Linked DNA regions of Gossypium arboreum: all the other regions are linked to region 1. Evidence: chromatin contacts called from public Hi-C data. All regions are on one chromosome and are shown on one strand. The core of a region is the stretch at or near the end of the contact, and the rest is flanking DNA. Distances in the headings are between cores, read along the strand shown. Region 1 holds the start of LOC108458074 (probable serine/threonine-protein kinase At1g54610). Region 2 holds the start of LOC108455619 (acyl-CoA-binding domain-containing protein 6-like). Region 3 holds the start of LOC108450009 (ISWI chromatin-remodeling complex ATPase CHR11).

Region 1 (3,181 bases), core at 251-2,750:
TGGAGGTCGATACCAAAGTGTAACCACCCTACTAGTCATTGGCTGCTTGTGATTAGGATCGAAAAATGAGGCTAAACCAAAATCCGCTATCTTAAGAACACCACCATTGTCAATAAGAAGATTCGACCCCTTAATATCACGATGCAATACATGTCGGTTGTGACAATGTTCGAGCCCCGATAACAACTGATGCATATAACATTTTACCTGTCCATATCAGCAGAAATCAAATCCATAACTTAATTCAAAACCAGCATAAGCAATAAAAACGAAAAAGTATTTATTTTACCTGAGACTCGGTGAACTTTATAGCCGGACTAGCAGCGAGTCCGGCCAAATCGTGCTCCATATACTCAAATACAAGATACAAACTACATGACATTCTCGAAGTCACCAATCCTTCTAATTTTACCACATTAGGATGATCCAATCGACGTAAAATCTTAATCTCCCTAGCCATGAACTTAACACTTTCCGGCTCCAAATTATCGAAACGAACTTTCTTTAATGCAACAACCTTCCCAGTCAAAGTATCCCTAGCTTTGTACACATTACTGTATGTTCCTTGACCAATCTAAACAATCAAATTCACAAAGCTACGTAAGTAATTACATAGGAGCAAAATACTACTAATAAATACATAAATGAGGCTATGAGAAGAAGTTAAGGCACCTTATCAATCTTCTCAAAAGAATCAGCACGGCGAGGAGTCCAGCCGCTGATGGCTTCACCGGCGACGTTCGACAGCCAAGATGGCCAGCCGGCGGCGACTTGTTCGCCGTGGACGTGCCTGGGTGGGTTACTCAGCCGTGGATTTGGCCGTGAAGACTTCCTTTTCGCTCTTGCTTTAGCTGCAAAGGCGGCGGCAGCAGCTGCTTCTTCTTCCTCCGCCTTCTCCTCCTCCACCCTCTGGCTGTTACTTCCATCTCTAACAACCTCTTCACCCTTCTCCGACCTTTTGGAAACCCTACCAATTTCCTCTCTCTTCCTTTCTTCCCTCCCTACCGGTCTCCCTGAAACCTCTCTCCCAAACACACACCCCATAGTTCACTCATATCTCCTCTTCCTTCCCCTCACATTCCCACATTTTCTCACACTTTGTCTCCATCCGAACACAAAACCCTAAAAAAAGTTTTCTGAGAGATTAATTCAGAGAATGTAGTAATGAAATGTGTGTGACCCAACTTTCTTTATGACCCCCCAAAAAAAAAAAAAAGCAAAGCTTGCAATGATTTTTTTTAAAAAAAATTAAGACTTAAGTCCCACAAATTGTGGCACAGTCAACAAATTTCAGCTATAAAAAGCTGATAACAGTAAAATTCAACTACCCTTTTTTTTTCCTCTTTTTAGATTTGAAGAATTTCAAGAAATTTAAGATTTTTTTTAAATAAAGATTTTTTGGATCTGTTTCTACTTTCTGCTTTCCAGTGTTTATTTTTTTTAATTAATTGTTTATTTATTTTGCACTGGTCATTGTTTCTTTGACTCTCTTTCAGAAAGATTAAAATTTTGTTTTTTGGGGGATTTAATTAACTGCGGGAGATTCGGTGTTATGAGGAACTGTAACCAATTATAATTTGCCACGTTGAGAGGGAATGATTGTGATTTTATCATGAGGAGTCTGGTTGTGACGTGTAAGAACATGATTGGATAAGGTGGTGGTAGAGATGTAGTGGGTTCCACAAGACAGTGGTGTCTCTTTGATTTTGTTCCTCTTTCAGGTGGAGTACTTGGCCCCGTGCTTAACAGGGGAGCAACCGTGAGCCACTCAAAATCTGCCACTTGGATTATAAAGAAAAATTTTGTCTAGAAAAGAGTATATTCCCTTTTTTTAATTTAGTTTTTTCATTAAATGTGATCATGTAAATATGGCTTAAATACAAATTTAACCCTCAAATTATGTTGCTTTTTTGACAAAAGTAGTACTAAATTATTAATCTTGCCTCATTTTACCTCAAAACACTATATCTATTAATAAGAATGCAACATTTGACATATTCTTATTGGACGTCATACACGTTTTAAGTATAATGAAACGAAATTAATAGTCTATATATCACTTTTGATAAATAAATAAAAACTTTTGATACTTAATTGAGAAAATTAATATAATTTTGGGGTCAATTTCATAGTTAAACCTATAAATATTACATTAATGCAAAATTATAATTCTGTAGGATAATGAATATGTGCTTAAATTGGATTAATGGACCCACCTAATGAATTTAACAAACTTAAAAGAAAAATAATTTTGTTCAATTCTTAAAGAAAATTTTAAATAATAATAAAGAGTGTGAGTTATTATCATATCTATTTATGGATGAAGTTAAATTCAATTGCTTTCTATAATTTTATATAAAAGTTTACTTTTTCTTAATAAAAATAAAAGATTAAAATTGAAATTTATTTAAAATTAAATTAAATTAATTTTATTAATTACCTAATATTTTGGATCTGACCTAATTGAACTTATACTTAAAAACCTTAAATAAAACTCAATCTAAATTTAGTTGAATCTACCTTACCAAGCAAGTATATGATACTTCAACAAATATATCTATAACATTATTCTTAAATCATAGTATACTTTTTTTATATATCATATTAGACATTAATGTATGCAAATGAGAAAAATAATGTCCATCACATTATCCAAATTTATTTATTCATTTTTAAGACAATGATTTTCTAGTATTATTTTTTTGTTAAAATCTTAATATTATTAGAGCTATATTGAACCGATTGAATCAAAATTGATGGTCCAACTGATTGAACTGATGATATGTAATTGAAAATAATCATACATTTTTGAACAGATAAAAGATAAAAATTGAGCATTTAAAAATTAAAGTTTTTAATTATATTTCCGTTGACTTTTTATCTTTGTTTTGTTTGTGAATATATATTTTTAATTCTTCTTATTTCTAGCATTTGCTAATACTTTTTGAATTAATTTTAATTTTTAAAGTGATTGAATTGTTCAATTGAACCGCAAATTGAAAATTAAATTGGCTTCTTGTTTTATTCTATTCTTACGACATTAACCTTAAATTTATCTGTCCTAACAAATAATATTAACGTAAATGCATGCAAAATAAAAGTAATCAACCAATAGCTAAAAAATTTAATTTCATCAACAGAGATTGCAAAAAAAAAAAAAAAAGCACCAAGAAATCATGAA
Region 2 (3,181 bases), core at 405-2,904, 940 kb after region 1:
TATATTTTGTCTCTATTAAAAAAGGTACAAATTAGTTCATGTACATTAGATTAAATAGTAAATTAATTTTTTCTATTAAAAAGTTCATCTATTTTTACTATTAAAAATTAATGTGCTTAACAAAATAACCAGAGAGTGACATATAGCGTACCACATATATATCATGTTGATGTACGTGTACAGGGACCAGTGTTAATTGTAAAAATAGATGAAATTTTTTTTAGCAAAAGGACTTCTTCTCTATTTAATCTAACTGTACAAGGACTAATTTACTCATTTTTTAGTAGAATAGATAAAATGCAATCTGACTTCTATTATATAAATATTTCCATAGTAATTTTTTACCAAGAAAAATATGAATAAAACGATGAAAGTTGGTAAAAATTATAACGTTTCACCGTACAAAGGACACCAATTCCGTATGCAAAGAAAGATTCGTGATGCTGCTCTATCCTTCTTTTTTGTTCAGCATTTGATCGCTTTATTTTATGATCTAATCGAACAATTTTCTGATGTTTTCCTTTTATTTTTTCATTTTCATTTCCAACAAAAAAGGGAAACTTGCTTTTCTTGCCGACTAAACACCACCAGATTCCTCAAAAACCCTATATAAACCAGTGGGTGTTGAGCATTCAAAGCACTTCACAATCTCAACAACAGCTATACATTTAGCCTCTCACTTGCAAAACCCGTCCTAACTTTTGGCATTGTTTTCCGCATAGTATATCAAATGGAGAGAGTGACAAAGTTGGCATCCGAGAAGCCAGTGGTGATCTTCAGCAAGAGTTCGTGTTGCATGTCCCACACCATCAAAACCCTTTTCTACGACTTTGGTGTCAACCCTGCGGTTCACGAACTCGATGAGATTTCTAGAGGACGTGAAATCGAACAAACTCTTTCGAGGCTCAGTTGCAACCCTTCTGTTCCAGCCGTCTTCATTGGTGGAGAATTCGTTGGTGGAGCTAATGAGGTCATGAGTCTTCATCTTAATCGAGCCTTAATTCCAAGGCTTAGAAGAGTAGGGGCACTTTGGGTTTAATTCAAAAATTAATCCACTAACTTGCATGCCAAGGCACTAATAAAATTGTGATTATTATATATTATTATATATAATCACATAAATTAGATCCATGAAAGTGTAGATTTCAGGTCTAATTAACAGTGAGCACTACTAATTAACGAGTTCTCTTAGTGAGTGGGTATGTTATCTTTTGGTAATGTACTAATTATGTTTTTGAGTAATAAAAGTTGCGATTTACATTTACATTAATCTTTTTTTTCTAACAAACGGTAAAGAATCCTTTGAAAATTGAGAGAATTTTAAAAATATATTAAATTTTAAAATTGACTTGAAAAAATTAGATTAATTTAAATATAGATTAGACTTGGATTAAAATAATCAAGGCTCAAGTCTAGCCCAACTCATTTTCTAACTTTGTAATATATACTACTTTAATATAAACATTTAAAAATGTTATGATATCTATATATAAAATTTTATAAATAAAAAATAAAAATACTAAATACTAAATTAAAAACAATATAAATATATTTTTAAAGTTAAAAATAATGAATAAATTTGGATTAACAATTTATTATATAAGTAGACTCGAAAAATTTTAAGTTCACAAATATAAAATAAAGAGCATTAATATTTGTAGCGAAAATTTGTGAAAATAATACTTGGGAGTTGGTACCATGCATATAAATTGTGAAGCATATAAATGGGCATTTCGAAGAAGATAAATGGATTTGGGTTGCAAAATTTTTGGAGTAAATGGGCCAGGATTGATAATGTATTGTTGTAAAGTATAGAGAGAAGATGGTACAGTGTGATGAAAAGTTATAGCAGGCAGAGGCAGTGATGGCAGCGGCACGCAATTCCCGAGAGAGATGGATCCTTTGTAATGGAGCCCACTGCCGCTCGCCATTAAATGCCTCGAGGCTCGACCATCAAAGTTTTACACTAAACAACAAAACTACACGTATTTTTTTAACATGGTCTCTTTATTTTTGCCATCTTTTTTGACACAGAAACTTATTCAAATTTCCCATGTTATTTCTCACTCTTCCTTAGTCACCCGCATGGAAATAGTAAAAACTGGAAAAGAAAATGGGTGGTTGGAATGAAAGTAAGTTCTTTTGTTTCCATTTTAATTGTAATTTAAGTTTTTATTACATAGTTTTAGTTTTCTTTGTATTAAGCTAAGTAGCTAGCTACCACTATTATCTGTAGGTTGTTAGAGGGACCTTCCAAAGCAAATCTTGGCAAAGGATCTCATAAATCAAACAAAACACAACAGGACAAGACGACCCGGTACTTTGTCTTTCTCTCTCTATCATCACTATTTGCAGAAGTACAGTTCACTTCTTCAATGTGCACCTTCTTAGTGTTCTTTCACACTCCCAAGCTAATGCTTCAACTACTTTCTTCCTCATCTACCTTCATTTCCTCAATGGCCAATTAATTTTATTTCATTTTCCTTTTTTTTATTCTCAAACAGCTCAAGTCCAAGTTTAAAGGTCAAACCTTTTTGTCTCAGGTTTAACATATGACCCGATTGTACTTTGTTTTTATTTGAAAAAAAAATAAAAAAACAGAACTTTGATAAAGGAAGTGTTAGGCTTTTTTGTTGTTTTACGCTGTTTCCTTGATGATAATGTAGCTTCATTTTTTGTGGAAATTTTAGGGCTTTATTTCCTGGTTTTTGATTGAAAGAGTTTTGCTTTGCTTTGGTGAAAATGTTTAGCTTTTCTCGTAGACGCATGAAGCTTGGCAGGTCAGTTTCTTCTTCCCATATATATCATTTTCTATTTTTTATTAAAATTTATGTTCTTTTTACCTTTATGTCAATAAAGAAACTTGGTGGATAAAGGATGCAAACTTGATTAAATATTTCCCCAAATCCCACATCTTTTGTTTTCATGAAGAAGACCTCTTGTTGCTGAACATTGTTCACTTATTTTTAGTATATTTTTGTGTTGATTTAGAGTGAAGAAAGTACAGCTTTCAGAGTCCGCCAATGGAATTAAAAGTCCTATGAGACCGCCCAAACAAAGCAACAATTCAAATGTGAGGCTTTTGACATGTTTGAATTTCTGTTTTGTAACAGTCGGCATGTGTATAATATATTACTCGGTCTTGGTGTGTTGGATATGGCTATGCATACATTATCGTATG
Region 3 (3,181 bases), core at 202-2,701, 630 kb after region 1:
GTGACACTCTATACCTCAACACCCTTTACATTTGTTGTTTAATGGTGGTGCATTCAAATTGACCAATAGCATTCTATTCATCCAAGGCTCATTTCACAAATGAGTTTTCCCTTTTTGAGGTTGTACCCATCACAATCGCTTATCTTAGGTGGCAGAAAACCTGTCCCTTGGCTGTGGAGGTGATGGTTAGCTCATTGTAGACCTTCTCTCTCTTATAAACCTTTGACCCCTAGCCATTGTAGATTCTTGTGGCAAAAATGGCAAAAGAACAAACGAAAAGTTGAAAGCAAAACATATGGAAAACCCTTAAACTTTGAAGTTGGCAACAACTAAAGAAAAATTAAGAAAATGTAAGAATTCAAGAAAACATTAATGGCTTCATAGATGATTGGAACCCAAATTTATAGATTTTTCTAACAAGATTTCATAAAGGCACCGTTTTGGGCTCGAAGGCCATGGCCAATGGCATCTAGCCATGTACCGTGTCAAACATCTTTCATCATGGTCACTTCTCCCTAAACATAATCAAATTTATGATGAAACTTCTACAATAGATGCAATAACTCTTCGCTTTCCACGGTAAGGGGAAGCATTTTTCATCTTCTTTAAAAAGTTACATAGATGAATATCTCAAGAAAGGCCATTGTATAACCTCTTGTTCGACTAGAGGACTATTGTTATACCCCTTCGCTACATAGACACGTGTCAGCGTGGCAAAAAAGTTGACTTCCTTTTTTACTCCATTTAAGATAGTATCTTAGTTGGCCACCCACCTAAACTTGGGGAGTTGTAACACCTTTTCATCATCAATACCACCTGCTTTTAGGTGTGAACACACTCTTAATTCAATAAGGAGCTTGTTTAGGCATAAGTTCATTGTATTAATCGAGTACATAATAAGATGGGCCCTACGGTGCACACCCTTCACGCCCATAAATATCTTTTACGCATCTTGTAGGATTGAGTATTTATCCTGCCACGTCACACTTGTGGACATGAGTACCTTACCTATAAATACCCTTACAACGATGAAAAAAAAGATTGACCTTTTGAAACCCTCAAGTTACTTTGAGCAAACCTCTCATCTTTCACCTTAGTTAATCTATTCTCTTGTTTCTTTTTTACTCTTCTCCTTTCTAGGTGAACCGACCGTCACTGATTCACCACTATATCCTCCTTTATTGGGCCTTGTATCAACATACTATGTTCTCCTTTAAAGAAAGAATATTGTCTTTGTAATCTTCAATCATGGTGTTCATGTAAAAATGTTCATGAAATGAATTGCAATTTAGAATTTTAAATCTTATTGAAAACTATTAAAAGAAAATTATTATGAAAATTTAATTCAACTAATTCTATTCAACTTTTAAAATTCAATCCAAATTAAATTGAATTTTAATAAATCGATTTTGAAAAAACTTTAACATGGCAACTCAAATCGGTGAATTGAAGGGTTGGAACTTTGCCAACTCCGAGAACGACGACGCTGAGGCCTGAGGTAGGCAGCCAGCGGGTTAAGTAGGCGGGAAATCGTGGTTTCTCTAATTGGCGGGAAATTCCTCAATTGACACTCAATCCACTTCAAAGCATTAAATCTCCCCATCTCCAAATCCAACGGCCACAAATTTACCAACTTTATTTCACTCTCAATTTTATTTTGCACCCCATAACTTCCCTTACAAATAAATATTCGGCCTTTTATACAGTCACTCTTTTTTTTTCTTTCACTGAACGAAAAATAGAAGACAAAGAGAAAGAAGAAACCCTCGATCTGTCAAAGTGATGGCGAAATCGTCGAAGCCGGCGTCGTCTGATGAAGTCCTATCCAACGGCTCCAATTCTTCTGAAGATGAGCGAATCAACGACCGGATGGAGGAAGACGACGACGACGAAGAGCTCGAAGCCGTTGCATGCTCCGACGCCGCTTCCGACGAAGACGATGAACCCGTCCCTGAAGAAATCGCCGATGAGGTCTTTTACTATTTGCCCCCTCTTATCAACTTCTTTATCTTGCTTTCAAAATTTTTTCCTTTTGGTTGTTGTTTATAGTTAGGGTTTGCTAATGATTGAAAAACTTTACTTTTAAACTTTTAGTTTGTACACTCTAGAATGAATTATGCTCCTAGGGAAGCTTAATTTCAACTTTAATGTTCCTATCTAAATGATTTTTTTTTTTGTAGGACGAGTCTAACGGTGATGATCCAGAAGTTAGTAAGCGTGAAAAGGAAAGGTTAAAAGAAATGCAGAAGCTAAAGAAGCAGAAGGTTCAGGAAATATTGGACGCTCAGAATGCTGCCATTGATGCCGATATGGTGTGTATTCTATAGAAAAGTTCACATTCAGTTATTTTAAGTATAATTGATGGTTCTGTAATGCTTGATTTGTGGCAGAATAATAGGGGGAAGGGGCGTTTGAAGTATCTTTTGCAGCAAACCGAGTTGTTTGCTCATTTTGCTAAAGGTGACCAATCTTCATCACAAAAGAAGGTGAAAGGAAGGTACAGAATATATACTGCAAAATATGTTGAAATCCGCGATTTATCCTTTTTTGTGTTGTTTTTATGATATTGCTGGTTGTAAACAATGCATTTTTTTTTTTATCATTTGGCTTTGATGATTTTCATTGTTTTTTTTTTTTTGGAACTACTTTATATTAAAGTTGTTTTGACTTAGACATTCTCTAGTAATGGTTTCCACCAATTGTTTAATGTAGGGGCCGTCATGCTTCAAAAGTAACTGAAGAGGAAGAAGATGAAGAGTGTTTGAAGGAGGAAGAAGATGGTTTGTCTGGAAATACTAGATTGGTGGCTCAGCCTTCTTGTAAGTTCTTTCTCTCTTGCTCACCTAGACCTATCAGTTGGAGAAATCAGTTCAACTTTTTTCATTTCTCCATCTCTGTATCTCTAGGTATTCAGGGAAAGATGAGGGACTACCAACTTGCTGGTTTAAATTGGCTTATACGACTGTATGAGAATGGTATCAACGGAATTCTAGCAGATGAAATGGTATGTGGTGTAGCTGTGACTTTATAGATTGTTTACTTTTTAAGTTCATTATCAAGTCTCGATTCTACGGTCAGAACAAGCAGCAATGTCACTGGCTGATGTTTGTTCACTAAATGTTTGAATGCAGGGATTGGGAAAAACTTTGCAAACCATTTCCTTAATGGGCTATCTGCATGA

What was found. A called contact is a pair of places that touch in the nucleus more often than the background predicts.
Region 2: a Hi-C map of leaf shows a contact between it and region 1, with 4 times the contacts expected there. The contact joins the promoter of LOC108455619 here to the promoter of LOC108458074 in region 1. A contact is called at or near these places in 2 of 5 Hi-C or Micro-C datasets (both in leaf).
Region 3: a Hi-C map of leaf shows a contact between it and region 1, with 6 times the contacts expected there. The contact joins the promoter of LOC108450009 here to the promoter of LOC108458074 in region 1. A contact is called at or near these places in 2 of 5 Hi-C or Micro-C datasets (both in leaf).

What each region holds. Positions count from the first base shown.
Region 1 is chr10:101,964,592-101,967,772 of ASM2569848v2, forward strand. It overlaps LOC108458074 (probable serine/threonine-protein kinase At1g54610), which reads right to left and starts at 1,501. Exons shown (of 7, transcript XM_017757319.2): 1 at 673-1,501; 2 at 290-574; 3 at 1-207. The coding sequence starts at 1,044.
Region 2 is chr10:102,906,895-102,910,075 of ASM2569848v2, forward strand. LOC108455619 (acyl-CoA-binding domain-containing protein 6-like) reads left to right here and starts at 1,655. Exons shown (of 17, transcript XM_053020602.1): 1 at 1,655-2,132; 2 at 2,237-2,317; 3 at 2,691-2,780; 4 at 2,992-3,073. The coding sequence starts at 2,743. It overlaps LOC108486522 (monothiol glutaredoxin-S2-like), which reads left to right and starts at 609. Exons shown (of 1, transcript XM_017790619.2): 1 at 609-1,264. The coding sequence starts at 731. The coding sequence ends at 1,039.
Region 3 is chr10:102,593,014-102,596,194 of ASM2569848v2, forward strand. It overlaps LOC108450009 (ISWI chromatin-remodeling complex ATPase CHR11), which reads left to right and starts at 1,452. Exons shown (of 25, transcript XM_017747427.2): 1 at 1,452-1,971; 2 at 2,181-2,312; 3 at 2,391-2,497; 4 at 2,713-2,819; 5 at 2,907-3,004; 6 at 3,132-3,181. The coding sequence starts at 1,783.